Linked DNA regions of Danio rerio: region 2 is linked to region 1. Evidence: chromatin contacts called from public Hi-C data. All regions are on one chromosome and are shown on one strand. Each heading gives the region's core, a stretch centred on a gene start, on an enhancer-like site or on the middle of the called end of the contact. The rest is flanking DNA. Distances are from core to core; before and after follow the strand shown.

Region 1 (2,700 bases), core at 26-2,525:
GAGTAGGGGGAGGAGATGCACATCATTCACTCATAGCAAATAAGGTTGAGAGGGCGTGGTTAAGAATATTGTTTTAAGTCTTCAAACTAACGTAGAAGGACCACAACTCCAAACGCAGAAGCAAACGATCAGACTTTGATTGAAGATTAACAAAACACACTTTTTTTCAGAGGATTAACTCGCAAAGATTTTTTGCTCAATAAAAAATAACAATGTGCACAAGCACAATAAACACTGTACATTTTGACTACACACAAACTTTATTGCAAAATTCAATTGTTCTGTTATATTTACGATGAATATGTTGTCATTGTCTTATGACATGACCTACAAGCAGTTGCGTTGCTTTACTGTCATTCACAAATGCTGTCTTATGGCCTCATGGGACAGTCAAGTGTCCACTGTGGAGGTTCACTTCAGAAGCTTCTAAATCAAGGGTGCTCAACCCTGTTCCTGGAGGCCTACCTTCCTGCAGAGTTCAGCACCAACCCTGATCAAAAATCTCAATCAATTAATAAGGACCTGAAGCAGCACTTAATAATTACAGGCAGGTGTGTTTGATATTGGTAGCAACTTCTTTCTTTCTTTTTTTTTTTCTTTCTTTCTTTCTTTCTTTCTTTCTTTCTTTCTTTCTTTCTTTCTTTCGTTTTTGTCTATTCGTCTGTGTCTCTATTTACTGTATATCTGTCTGTCTGTCTGTGTCAACCTATTGTATATATATCCGTCTGTCTATCTGTCTGTCTATTCATCTATCTATCTATCTATCTATCTATCTATCTATCTATCTATCTATCTATCTATCTATCTATCTATCTATCTATCTATCTATCTATCTATCTAATCTCTAAACATTGTTTTTAATTTATCCAGCAATGTGAAGCTCTCCTGCGTTCTAAGCTCCCCACTGATGATACATTTTAAGACACTCAGTGCCTGCAGCATAAAGGCTGTCCACTTTGCTTCAGAAGGCAGCTGCTTATTTAGGAAGCATTGTAGGTTTTCCACACTAATAACAATGCGCGTGCAACTGAATGCTCTACAACTCCTTCCTCCTCCTCAATGCCTGCTTTCCTCTCTTTTCCAGTCTTTTCTGGTGTCTCTCATCTCTATCCCCTCTCCCTCCATTCTCTTCTGCTCTAGCTTTCTTCTCCTGGAGGCTTTCTGAGTGCGACCTTCACACAGAGAGGGTGATGGAGCAGTAGGAATAGCAGGCCCAGCACCCTCCCCCCTTCAGGCGGCACAGAGGGAAAAGGCCAACTGGGGAAAACCGCACCTCCCAGAATGCCATGCTCCCAGACTGCCCCCTCCTCCCCGGCTGGCAGGGCTGCTCTCTGTGGGCTGCTCGTGCTATGAGACCTGACAGCAGGGCTCTCCGGGGCACGGGCTGAGGAGACGAGGTGAACGTTGCCCCAAGGACATTGTGCAGCCCCCTGCCACCCCTGAATCACACACACATAACACACACACACAAAAAAACACCCTTCTGCATCTTCAATATCGGGGGTGCTTTCTTTCCCTTTGTGTGTCCCGAAACAATAAATGGCCCTCTTTTCTCACTTGTTTAAGTGGTCAAGTAATATTGTAATATTTTATAGCCACATGAATTAATTTCATTTTATAATAAAAAGTTACAATGGAAATGCCTGAAATCTAAGGGAGTGGTATTATAGGTGCCCCTTTAGTGGTCTCAGGCTCAATAAAGCAAGGTTGCATTTACCTCAGGCCACCACTAGAGGGCACTGTGCAGACAGCAGCAGTATGAGAGGTAGTGGGTCAGGACAGAAGGGGTGACCTTATTTTAGTCACACTAACCATGACTAAACTTGAATTGATACATATCTAAAAATGCACAAGTTAAAAAAGTAATTATAACATAGTTACATGGTGTTCAACAGCTACATTAATATGAATATAGTTATTAATAATGGTATTAGTAAAATAATAATAATAATATAGCTTGTATTATAAATGTATATGCAATTACAATTATGTATTTTCCCAATTTAATTTAACTTATTTTTCTATAGTTTTATTAATGCTTTAAAATTGATTATTTATATATATATATATAATATTAACATATATCTTTAGAACTTAACTTCAAAGTCTTCAATTTATTAACTTAAATAAAAAATAAAGTAAATTAAAATAAAATATACTCTTAAAAAATATCAACATCCATTTTTGAACTTATCTTTATAGACTTCAATCTATTAATCTGCAGTAATTGTTGATTAATTAATATAAACATTTTCAGTAAAAATAAAATAAAATGGAAAAATAAAATAAATAAAAACAAATAAAATATAATATCATTCAATTAAAATTAAATAAAATAAAAAATAAATTAAAATAAATAAAAAATAAATAAAACAAATTAAATTAAACAATTAAAAATGTAAAATAAAAAAATACACAAAAATAATAAAAAATTAAATAAAATTAATAAATAACATAAAATATAATACAATATAATTAAAGAATAAATAAAAAATAAAACTTAAAAAATAAAACAAAACAAAATATAATAAAATAAAAAATAACAATATAAAATAAAAAAGCTTCAAAGTCAATTTTCCTCACCAAACCTTTACCATTATGCCAAAACTACGGACTCATCATGACCTGAAAGACTGAGGCAGCATTTGGAACAAAGCCATGGATGGTAAAGTGTGTAAGGATTCTGGACACCACCAATCA
Region 2 (2,707 bases), core at 18-2,517, 46 kb after region 1:
GACCATTTTATTTGAATAGTCTGTGAAGTACTTTAAGGTTGCAAAAGTATGTAGAAATCATGGCTTTCGTGGTAGCCTGTTATACGTTTTCTGATGATTCAGTTCGAACGCACATCTGAATCAGTTCATTTCTGTTTCTGTCAATATGATTTAGTAGCCACAACAACTGCAACAATCTCTTAAAAAGAACGACTCACAAAGTGAAATTTTGAATTATGTTGGATTCTTAGCTGATAAGACTGAAAAACAAAAAAAAGCCCAAAAGAGCAAACATTGAAACAATTTTTGACCTCTTCATATAGCCACATTTTGTACAAAATGAACATTTTTGTAACAAATTTCTTTCTGTATAATTTGTATCTTTTTTTAATGTATTTTTTGTTGGTCATTTATCTACAAAATAAACAAAAAGAACTAATGCATTATAGGTGAAGTGCAGATGTGCAAATACTTTTTCAATAATAAGGGAATTATGAATTAAATTCAAGTAGACATTTTATAACATAAATATAGTATTTCTGACAATTTTCTATATTTCATAAATTTGAATTATGAATTACAGTATCCCAATGGTGTCACGATACTTCAGCTGGTATAGTATCGTAAATTTATGGTATCGCGACATCCCTAATTTGAATGGTTCTGAGGTTGGAGATAGGGATTATTTAGGTTAGGGCTTCATATCACACTATTCCACATTAAAATTTACACTGGTAGCAAAATCTGATAGGTAAGTTAGCATATTGCATCAAAATGTGCAACCTACTTTTTGAATGGAAGGTAACGTTAGGACAATTTAACAAGGTAGGACATTGTTCTTTGTTCATGTTTCAAAATGTATTCGTAAACTTGTGATCAAATTGAAGAAAACATATCTCAATGTCAATTGAAAACTGGGCCTAAGATCACTGTTTACTTTCATTATGAACAAGGACAGATTAAACCCTCAACAAAATACCATTACATGTGCTCTACAGAAGAAAGGCGGTTTGCAACAATATGACAATAGAATTTTCGTTTTGAGGTGAACTATACCTACCTGTAATATAACTTGAGGCCAACGCTCCGTTCGTCAAAGCTGTTTTATCAAGTTCTCTCGACAAAACATTTGACCGATTTTATCAGACCTAAAATAATTGAGAGATTAAAACATAGGCTGAGAAGGAAAGCTGAATCCCATGAAGTTTAAAAACTGACAACAAACATTAATGTTTCTCAGTTGAGGCCTAATGTGAAGTTGACGGATGATCTATTCGCTGCTGCCACCTAAAGTTCAGTCGCGAAACTGCACTTATAATGCTGTAGGCTTTTGTCTGGGAGATGCTAAATAAATCCAATCAGTTAATTCACTTCATTTATTTTTTCCAGAGTAATGACCGAACTATCTCACTTATTTCATTTATAAAAAAATATATATTCTGAATGCAGAGCATCGAGGGAAAAAAATCACTCTTCTAAACATTTCGCCACAAGAGATTCAAACTAATTAGCATCATAAGACTTCAAAATCAGTAAAATATTGAATTTAAGTCATCGAGGACCACCAACATGCTACATTTTATACTTGTTTGGGCATTTTGTTCTGTGTTTTATTTCTCCAGGAACAACTATGAATAGCTGTTTCCAGTTTCTTGCCTCAGTCCTTGCTGCTGAAAAACAAAAGCAAACAATGGAAGCCATCACAGAACTACTAATAGATTACACATATCTTTAGAACAATACAATCCATCAAAGTCTGCCGATCAAAACCAGTTTTAACGATATCTAATGTGTTTTGGGACTTATTCTATTAGGATTTCTTGTTTTCAACATGCCACCAATAGAAGGCCCAAACAATTACCAGTGGATATTTAAACCACCATTACAGTTTCATTAAAACCAATGCAATTTCCCACATATCCATGACAAAACATTACAAATTATATGATGGCTTCTGTTGTTTATTTCAGCAGGGTTTGTCTCTTCACCTCTGTCTTTCCATGCAGATCAGGCATGAATTCTTCAGCAGGTGTTAAATTGCTTGTACAGGGAGGTGGTCGGTCTGTTTGTCGTCCTGACTGAGGAAGAATCGGGGGGGAGGGAAGAAACACACGACTGAACACAGGCGGGCAAACACACACAGACAGCCTCGCGGGACATTGGCGCAGGGTGGGCCAGGACCCGGGCGCTCGGGCTGGGGGGCAGCGGGGAATGTCAGGACAGGAGAGCCAAGAGGCTGTTGGGAGATGACAGAATGGGCATGGTTGCCATGGCAACGCAATTGGCCCAAGCAGTTCGAGGCAACCGGTAACCAAGTAACAGGAAATGAGCAGTGAATGGGGGAGAAGCAGAGGCTGAAGATGCTGAAGGAGGGAGGTCTTCACTAATGGGACAGACTTGAACTCTTGATGGACACAGAGGGTCATTTATAAAGGTCTTTTATATGTGTGTAAATATGTTTGTTTATACATCTGTGTGTGCCCTTAAGTCACAGCAGACTGAGCATGTGTGTGTGTGTGTGTGGGACACCATATGTGAAGACTGACTGTCTGACTGTCTCTGGACTACAGTACACCATTATAACCAGCGGTGACAACTATGACGCATGTGGTTACAACAAGCAGGGAGAGAAAGGTGTAATGCTTAAAATGAAAAAGAAAGGATAGATGGGGGAAAATGGATAAATTATTTTTTTGTTTGTAAAATGTTAATATTTCTATTCAGGATT

What was found. A called contact is a pair of places that touch in the nucleus more often than the background predicts.
Region 2: a contact with region 1 is called in a Hi-C map of embryo, with 2.4 times the contacts expected there. The contact joins the promoter of nol4la here to the enhancer-like site in region 1. A contact is called at or near these places in 6 of 18 Hi-C or Micro-C datasets (caudal fin, embryo, hematopoietic stem cells and 1 more) and 1 of 4 datasets of contacts at active chromatin or transcription factors (embryo).

What each region holds. Positions count from the first base shown.
Region 1 is chr8:25,184,451-25,187,150 of GRCz12tu, forward strand. The region is part of intron 2 of nol4la (nucleolar protein 4-like a); the gene reads right to left. Among named protein-coding and RNA genes, the nearest start is that of nol4la, 46 kb to the right of the region's middle. Within about 2 kb of position 1,276, at least 4 of the 62 cell types and tissues checked have an H3K27ac peak or open chromatin away from gene starts, as enhancers often do.
Region 2 is chr8:25,230,323-25,233,029 of GRCz12tu, forward strand. It overlaps nol4la (nucleolar protein 4-like a), which reads right to left and starts at 1,268. Exons shown (of 11, transcript XM_073910355.1): 1 at 1,040-1,268. LOC141375629 (a long non-coding RNA gene) reads left to right here. Exons shown (of 4, transcript XR_012384310.1): 4 at 1-426.